Regions from separate parts of the Oncorhynchus mykiss genome. Here region 2 is linked to region 1. Evidence: chromatin contacts called from public Hi-C data. All regions are on one chromosome and are shown on one strand. The core of a region is the stretch at or near the end of the contact, and the rest is flanking DNA. Distances in the headings are between cores, read along the strand shown. Region 1 has its middle 10 kb from the start of LOC110528682. Region 2 holds the start of smap1 (stromal membrane-associated protein 1).

What was found. A called contact is a pair of places that touch in the nucleus more often than the background predicts.
Region 2: a Hi-C map of liver shows a contact between it and region 1, with 8 times the contacts expected there. The contact joins the promoter of smap1 here to the enhancer-like site in region 1. A contact is called at or near these places in 2 of 3 Hi-C or Micro-C datasets (blood and liver).

Annotation. Positions count from the first base shown.
Region 1 is chr1:71,988,506-71,993,409 of USDA_OmykA_1.1, reverse strand. No RefSeq gene overlaps it. Among protein-coding and RNA genes, the nearest start is that of LOC110528682, 10 kb to the left of the region's middle. Within about 2 kb of position 1,894, at least 4 of the 11 cell types and tissues checked have an H3K27ac peak or open chromatin away from gene starts, as enhancers often do.
Region 2 is chr1:72,101,037-72,105,940 of USDA_OmykA_1.1, reverse strand. smap1 (stromal membrane-associated protein 1) reads left to right here and starts at 1,914. Exons shown (of 12, transcript XM_036984638.1): 1 at 1,914-2,383. The coding sequence starts at 2,266.

The DNA.
Region 1 (4,904 bases), core at 645-3,144:
TTTGTTATTACACTGCTGCTACTCGCTGTTTATTATCTATGCATAGTCACTTTTCCCCGACCTACATGTACAAATTCCTCAACTAACCTGTACCCCCACATATTGACTCGGTACCGGTACCGCCTGTATAGATAGCCTTGTTATTGTTATTTTATTGTGTTACTTCATATTTGATTTTTTACTTTATTTTATTTAGTAAATGTTTTCTTAACTCTATTTCTTGAACTGCATTGTTGGTTCAGGGCTTGTAAGTAAGCAATTCATGGTAAGGTCTACCTACACCTGTTGTATTCGGTGCATGAGACAAAATAAAATGTATTTGATTTGAGTGTGTGGGTATGGTGGGTTCAGTGTCATGTGTTGGGAGTGGAAGTAGAGGCAGTCTGCACCTAGTGTCATTTGGGTAGAAGTTTCCCTGGTGAAATGTGTGGTGTATAATTAGAGGTAGTGGTGAGCTGTGTTGGGGTATTCTGTGGTGAGCTGTGAGCTGTGTTGTCGTATTCTGTGGTGAGCTGTGTTGGGGTATTCTGGGGTGAGCTGTGTTGGGGCATTCTGTGGTGAGCTGTGTTGGGGTATTCTGTGGTGAGCTGTGTTGGGGTATTCTGTGGTGAGCTGTGTTGGGGTATTCTGGGGTGAACTGTGTTGGGGCATTCTGTGGTGAGCTGTGTTGGGGTACTTATGTTGAGCTATGTTGGGGGGATGGATGTTGTGGTGTGTTGGGTAGGAGTATGGGGTATTCTGTGTTGGGGAGTGGTTGTTACTGTGGGTTAAGTGCAGTGTACCCACAGCACTGATTCATACTGACAGAATGAGGCGGCTGCCTCCTGGAATGGGTGCTGGAGCAGAGCGAGTGACTCACCCTGTGTGTGGGTATGTGTAAAGGAGAGAGACTATTTCAATTGGCGGCATTGTCTTACAGAGAAGGACCAAATAGGCCAAAATATTGTCTCTTCATCTTGTAACACACACACACTACAAACCACTAATCCTAAAACCACACATCTGTACCAGTATCACAGCATGTGTATGTGCTTTATGTGTTACAATAATGTCACAGATCTGTTTGTGTGCACGCCTGTCTGCCCATGTGTGAGACTGACATTCACTCTCCTTCCAGAATAGAGCTTATGTCTTAGCTATCTGTACCAGATGGCTTCACGGTGTGTTACTCCTCTTCTTGTTTCAGTTTCCTCTGAAGTTTGGACTGGAAACTCGTGCAGGTGTTGTGTCTGCACCTGATAAGATAAGAAGCTTCTTTCCGTCTGTACCACCAGTGGGCTCCAGGGATTTGTCCCTCAGAGTTGGTGTCATAATTATCCTCACCTAACATCCACACATTTTTGGCGAGAAATATTTTGTTATGTGGGCCAATCAAAAGTTCAACCTCTAACACATTGTATGTATTATATTAGCTATTTGTAAGAGGTGCATATGACGCATCTAATCCAATTTAGCGTTTGTGCGTTCTCATCTACAGTTCCATGTAACAAATCAGAGTGACATTCAGAACTCGTATACTGTATAATACACATGTGAACTGGAAGGTACCATATGGCAAATAAAGAGGAAAAGATTCATAAGAAACTTTGTTCCAAATGGGGAATTTATCTTGGACATACATAAACAAACCACTACTGTATAAAATGTATTAAATATTAAATCATGCCCTTCAGATGAACATTGCAAAATATAAAATGCAACAGTATTATGGTTGGATTGGACGACCTTTAATCTCGGCACTCAAAACCAAATTTCACATGCGCTGTCTGTTACGAGAGACTATAACCACTCTATATTTCAAAATGGCATCCTAGGTTTCTCAGACGAAACTGGACTTACATTTCGGGGTGTTTCAGTCTGAGGTCGAAACTAGTTAGAAAGCAGATCTCTGAGTAACAAGGCGCAGAAAGAGAAGTGAAAATTAGAGAAGCCTACACCCATAAGGACAAAGACAATATTGGAGTATGCTTATTTGACCAACATTTGACCAACTTATTTGACCAAGGAGTTGACCATGAATGAATGATTCAATGATATGTGGTTAAGGGGGTTCACAGAAGGTTACATGAGATGGAATCACACACACACAATGTGCTTGATTAACCTTTGACCTTTCTTGGTCAGACTGTTACTGTGATCCAACATGATCACAATACTCACATAATCCTGCCTCTCCAGCTGTACAAAGTACATGTTATTCCATGTCTATTTGTGTGCAGTAATTTTGTGTGCGAATGTGTTAATGTCATAGTGTATAACAGCATTGTGCGTGTGTGTGTGTGTGGTGTGTTTGTGAGAGAGAGGGGTGGCTCAGCCAGCTGTTCCATTCACCGCAGAAATCCCCAGGTCAGCTCTGTGACCCAGGTTTCAGTTCCTCATGGCAGAAAGACAAGCAGTGATATAAATATTGGAATAGAGATAGAAAGCATGTGAATCCCCTAAACAGTCCAAGTGAGACCAACAGCACCGCAAGAGTTGAGGATGATGGTAAACCCAGTAAACCCATGGTTTAGTCTCAAGGATGATAGTAAACCCATGGTTTAGTCTCGAGGATGATAGTAAACCCATGGTTTAGTCTCGAGGATGATAGTAAACCCATGAGTGTTTTACTCTCATTGAAATAAATGACACACATGATTAATTACAAAACAGAGAAGGTTGTGGTGAAGAATAGCCTTTATTCATCAAATTCAAAATACATTGAACATTTAAAACAATTGTTAGATCAAACAAATGACACATATTTACTGTTATTAAAAGCACACACTAACACAGAAACTCTCAACTTCACCCTATTTGAAGAGCTGGAACTATCACCATGCCAACACCTCTGCAGTCTTTTAAGACCTGCAAGAGTGAGTCATCAAGGGAAGAGAAGCAGTGTTCAGTGTGGAATCAGGCCTATAGTCATTCTGGATAATATATAAGGCAGTAATTCTATGGTACTTCCGATGCAATGTGTGATCTGCAAGCAGAGAATGATAGAGGCCTCTAGCGGCCAAAAGCATTTTAGCAAGGGCAGCGCCATCGAGGGTTTCCACTATGGTTGGACAGTATCCAGATTTTCTCTTATTGTCATACCGTCCTCTCATTCCAGGTTTTATGGTATTACCGGCCAAAAAACACCAAAAAAAAGCCCATTCGGTGTCTATTACCAGAATGCTAACAAAATTAGCACAAATAATTGTGAATTTCCATTGAGACTGCTAGCTAAATATGTTTAACGAGCGCAGAGGCAATCCAACTCAAAGTTATACATATATAGGTAGGAGCTACCAAATATAATTTTTGGTGAGTTTAGAACATTTATAAGCAAATGTGAACAAAGGACATTGTGTAAATGAACAAAGTTGAGAGACGTACTTGTCGGAAGGAAGAACAGTACTGGCTCTGGAGCAGCATGTGTACACGCTATGTCTGTGTGGAATCGCTAGGGCAATGGGCCTGCTTGCTCTGCTCTGAGAAGAAGGGGGAGGAGCAGAAGGGCTAAGAACAGAGAGAAGAAAAAACATATTAAAATCAAGATACAGATAACTCATCCAAAGGGCTTTGACTTCTTAAACACAGCACAATTCAGCCCCTTACTTACTCAAATCTGACTAAAATCTGTTCATCTACAGCCCCAGGAAGAATATCAAACGTAAAAATGTTCACATTTTCATAAATTCTTAGAAGGTTTAGGAATTACGTATACTAAGGCATTTGTGAAAATTCTATAGCAATATAGTGGGAAAGCTGCTGTGCGTTTGGACAACTAATGGACACTGCAGCAAATAAAACCTAATAAAAAACATCCGTCTCGTCCAAGACCGGTGCGCTATAGCCAATCAGAGATAAAGTAGGCCTTCATACAAACAAGCCATTTGCCACACGGGCCTGCCATCATTCACGTTTTACTGGACTGTGTGTTTACAGGCAGATGGGCCTGCCATCATTCACGTTGAACTGGACTGTGTGTTTACAGGCAGATGGGCCTGCCATCATTCACTTTGAACTGGACTGTGTGTTTACAGGCAGATGGGCCTGCCATCATTCACTTTTAATTGGACTGTGTGTTTACAGGAAGTTGCAACAGCACGACTTTAGATCATTAGAACTCATTTGAATGGATTTCTACAAATATGTCAACACCGCGGAAGTCCTCTTACATTTGGGAACTTTACAGTCATTCATCAAACAAACATGAAAAGGTAGGTTCTCTCTCCCTCAGTTATGCACATCAACAACAAGATCAACAACTAATGCTAGCCCAAGCAAGATCAGCTAAAATCTAACGAAGGAACATTAGATAAACCCTCAACTTCTTGAGCTAGTTGGCTGTCAAAATTGCACTGATAAACAATGGGAAATTGTAGCCTACTCGTCATTCTGCAGCTTGCCTGTAAATGCATGCTTGTCAAAAACCAAGCACCCAAGCTAACTGGCTAAAGTTGGCTAGCTTGTTAGCTAGCTACTTCCAGACACAAATGAGAGAACACCTCACTCTGACCATTTTACTTGCTGAGCTTGTTAGGCTGTTTTGGCTACGTTTACTGACACCGGTCATATTCATATTCAGTCGTCTGAATTCGGAGTAGATAGCCAGAGTGAATTTGCGAATGCAAGACATATGCTAAATGTATAACAGTCGTTAAAGTTCTTGCTAGCTAACCAAATGACACCTGTATCTCTAGCTGTGTACAGCCACCGAAAAACAATATGGAAGGGACAATGTCAGTCACTCACCCACCCACTCCTCGTTAGCTAGCTAACGTTAGGCTCCGTGTTTTTAGCTTGCTACATAAATAGATACCCTAGCCTATTAGCCACATTAAGACTGACTTTGCTAGTTTGATTGTTTTGATATTCCAAGCCTTAGTCACATTAGTCTGTTTTTGGCCAAAATATTGGCCAATGTACCAGGC
Region 2 (4,904 bases), core at 665-3,164, 110 kb before region 1:
AGAGGATCTGCAGAGAAGAATGGAAGAAACTCCCCAAATACAGGTGTGCCAAGCTTGTAGCGTCACACCCAAGAAGAATCCATGCTTTAATCGCTGCCAAAGGTGCTTCAACAAAGTACTGAGGAAAGGGTCTGAATACTTATGTAAATGTGATATTTCAGGTTTTTTTTTTAAATATAAATTTGCAAAAATGTCTGAAAACCTGTTTTTGCTTTGTCATTATATGGTATTGTGTGTAGATTTACGAGGGGGGGAGGGGACAATTCAATCCATTTTAGAGTAAGGCTGTAACGTAACAAAATCTGGAAAAAAGTCAAGTGGTCTGAATACTTCTATGTATTCAGACCACTCTATGGCCCATCATCTCTCAGGCCCCTCTCCAAAGCCAGGATCGTCACTTCTGGGCCTGACACATGAAGCGGATACTTTTTTCTCTTTACCTCAGAGAGGATCGTGTCCAAACGACTGACAACACACAAGATCTAAACTAATACACAATGAACCCATGACCGGTGCACAGTGTCCTTCGCCCCCGCCTGCCGAGCACTGTTTCCGTCAGGTCTGTTAATGTTACAACGAGGGAAGGAGCTAGCTAGCTCGGCTAGGACATCGGTACACAGTGTCCTTCGCCCCCGCCTGCCGAGCACTGTTTTCCGTCAGGTCTGTTAATGTTACAACGAGGGAAGGAGCTAGCTAGCTCGGCTAGGACATCGGTACACAGTGTCCTTCGCCCCCGCCTGCCGAGCACTGTTTCCGTCAGGTCTGTTAATGTTATAATGAGGGAAGGAGCTAGCTAGCTCGGCTAGGACATCGGTACACAGTGTCCTTCGCCCCCGCCTGCCGAGCACTGTTTCCGTCAGGTCTGTTAATGTTATAATGAGGGAAGGAGCTAGCTAGCTCGGCTAGGACATCGGTACACAGTGTCCTTCGCCCCCGCCTGCCGAGCACTGTTTCCGTCAGGTCTGTTAATGTTACAACGAGGGAAGGAGCTAGCTAGCTCGGCTAGGACATCGGTACACAGTGTCCTTCGCCCCCGCCACTGTTTTATTGCAGAGCACCGTTTTCCCACAGTTCCAACATCAACAGATTACACATCAATTTTAAGATAAAACATTGCACAATTAACCCTATCAATCACGAGACAACACTGTTTGTAAGCTTTTAAATTATATCAAACTCAACCGTTCATCTTTTCAGGTGATGAAGAAATGGATGCCTTATGGTATGGTGGAGTATTCAAAATGGGTCAACTGAGCCCCTTTATCTCCTGAATGTTTCGTCATTCAGGTTCAAAAAGTCACTTTCTGACCACCTCTTTCATGGGCAGACATGTATTGAACGTTTTGTTTAAATCAAAAGGGTTTCTGTCAAAAAGGGATCTAATTCAAATGGATTTACCCTATGATAAGTTTCATTCAGACCATTTTATTCAAAACCGAAAACTAATCCTTCCAATAGGTGGCAGTATAGTCATATCATTGAGGGGTCTTGGCGTTGGAGAGGCCTGAGAAATTGGCCTGAGAGATGGTCTAAAAAACTTACCCACCAGTAAGTAGCTTGCAGTGTAGAGAGGGGCCTGAGAGATGATGTCTAAACTTATCCCACCAGTAGGTGGCAGTATAGTGGGGAGCCTGAGAGATGATGGGCGCGTTCGAAAGGTGAGACTGACTGAGCTACAAATCACCTTGCATCATAAATAACTATTCAATATTATTTGTAGATGAGTCAGTCAATCACAATGTACCCATGATATATCACGGTTTTAATGCTCTCGAACACAGCCAATGTCTGCAGTTACACTTTATTGCAAATAAAAGTCAACGGAGTTGAAAGATTCAAAGCCGGATGTTCCCATGTCTGTACGGTTGCCATCAGTTAACACAGCCACAAAGTCAAAATTGTCTGTATCGTAAACATTCATGAATACAAACAATTTGCCTTTCGGTCTTCATTTAAAGTTCGGCACAAGGTTAGCAATGTGTTGAAGGCTAGGGTTAATGTTATGTTTCAAATCAGTGTTTAAGAATATAAATTGTAGAAATAGGCGTGGTTTATACCTTTATGGCTGGGGTAAGTAGTGACGACTCAGTGGTACTGCTAGCGGAACACTAGCTCCCATATTGAGCTTGGCTGTGAGCAGTACGGTTGTAGTAAGCTGCACATACCCAGGGATGGTCTTCCTTTAATGCATGTAAATTAGACACAGATGGTAAGGGTACAGTAGGTGTTTTTATTTAGGAACAGTGCAGCATAACTTGTTGAGAGATGTCGACGCGGTCGGAGAGAGAGAAAGCCCAGAAACTGAATGAGCAGCATCAGGCCATTCTGTCCAAAATGCTCCGAGAGGACGACAACAAGCACTGCGCTGACTGCGAGGCTAAAGGTAATCTCTGCTGCTGAAATACAGACAGTGAAGCTAGGTTAACCCACCAAGTGGTTGTGGTTTCATATACGCCATCCCACCCAGCCACACATGGGAGTTTGACTTCTGCCTGAGTGTGAATGAGCATGCTAACAGACATTGGCTAGCTAGCCAAGGTACACCGGTCATTCCATTTGACAGGGTTGATAGCTTGCTAGCCTAGCACGATGGAAGCAACACAAAAAGCAGGTATTGGCTCCGATGTCCTTCTCTCCAATTTATTTATGAGCGGAAAAACAATGTCGGAGACCAGTCTCCAGTATTGCCAGCACACAAGTCAATAAGGGCGGATCATACAATCCTGATGTAGCTAGCAGTGACTGTCAAGCAGGTTTTGATTCAGTTCAGCGAACCACCCATCTGTGATTAATGAATGCCTCTTGCGTCATGATGACGTGTTTTGCTAACATTTACCTTTCGTTTATGGACAGTCCCTATTTTCATTTCACTATCAGCTACAAGTGTGTTGACCATGACCATGCGAGCATTGATCAGTCAACAGCATGACGTGTCCATATTTCATACCACTGGGTCCTTATCTGCTTTGCCCTCTAGAGTTTCTCTGGTTGGTCTCAAAGTTAGGCTTTTGAGATGTGACTGTAGTTGCCATAGCTCCGAGAGAGTCCAGTCCAGACTGGTTCTCACGTGGTTGGGGGATGCTGGTTGTTTGATTGACAGATGGGGCCAATGAACAGCAGAGTTTATGGATGATGCTGTAAAATGAGGGATACATCCAGGAAGAGGACAGGTGACAACTGACAACAACTTTGCACTATCCTTTGTCAGACACAAAAGTTGACCTGGCACACACTACACATTGCTCTTTCAAATTCCAGATTCACCTCCATCTGAATACAATATATTGTATAGCCTACATGGGTATTATCCCAGGAGTGTGTTGTCAAATTTGTGCACTATACACCCACCCATTGCTAAATATCCTGGGCAGGCTCTAATCTGTAGAATGGTTCTATTTGTTTTCTATTCTTAGCCTATGTAATCCTGCTTTATGTAACGCTGAATTATAGCTCAGTCAGGTAAAAGGAAGTGTCAGTGTTTGTTTATTAAGTGAAAGCTCCACTCAAGCTGCATCCTTGGGTGCTTTATATGTGAATGCTCACGCTGCATCCGTCTCTACGTCTGCCCACGTTGTGTTTAAGTGTGTGTGTGTCGTGAGGCATTTGTTCCTGTAAATTGTGTGTGTGCATAGCCTATGGGTTATGATTGTGAGATGCTGCTGTCAGCTCATATTTCTTAGCACTGTGTTAGAGAAAATGGAAGGAAAGCGGGAGAGAGAGAGAGGGATCGTTCTATACTGGGGTGTTGCTTATCTCCTCTCTCTATCTTCTCATTGCCTAAGCTCTGGTTTCTATGTCTCCAGTGTCCACGCAATGGGCAAGGAAAATTACCCAGCACCCTTCACTGCTTCTCCTTCCATGGCCTACAAGATGGGGCAAATAAGTGTGTTTCTGTTTTAATGGCTTCCCACCTACAACTCAGGTTTCAGGACAGTCTCCACCATGTTGCGTTTACCAATATCCATGCCTTTGAGATCAGAGCTGGGGTTGTTTGGAGTCTGGACTATACACTTGGGAATTAGTGGTAAGACCTTCATCAGGCTTAGGGGTCAACTCTTCTCTGCAATCAGAGGAAGATATTTTCAGCTGCTTTCTTCCTCCGTGTTGTCATGCTGCAGTAAGGGTTGATAGTCATTTGACTTCAGACGTCACTGAGTAACAAGGGCCTGAGGCACTCTCGCTTCACTCACTATTTAGTAAAATACGCAAGCTGGCACAGACATGTTGCACTGTCTCTTTCTGTCAATATGTCTCTCAAGACAACGTATCTGCCCTTTGTGCTAGTGCTGAAGTTAGTATTAGCAAGGGGGAGATGGCATCTCTCTCAACACACACCCCAGAGGCATGTTAACCCATGACTGGTAGAGCAGCCCTCTGATAGGCTGGCCCAGGCCGGGTGGGTGTGGCTCATAGGTTACATCATCAAGCTCCATCTGATCAAACACTATCAGTTGGCTTTGTTGTGCCTAGCCTACTAAACCCAGACCACACAGGAAGAATACCTCTCGTTTCATTTCCACCTCTGCAGTGAAACTGGGAGAGGGGGGCTAGGTTGTGTGTGTTCCTAGACAGCCAGGACTATGTGTGACAGACCTGCAATAATGGTGAATAGGTGGGGTGTTGGCCCGTAGCTTTGACTACTGCCGTGTGACGAGTGACTCACCTGAGCTGCTCAGCTGTAATTCCACCCTGCCCGCCTGTGTCTCTGTGCCTGTAAACACTGTGTGCACACTGCCCTACATTCTCAGGGTGTGTGTGAACAAATGTTAGTGTATACCTCTACCGTTGCTGTGTCTCAAGGCACATAAACCTCGGCTAGAACAGAGTGCTTTCCTTTTCGATCATTAGACTTGCCTACTTGTGCTGGGACCGTAGCATGTGTTTATTGGTAGGCTATCATCTGG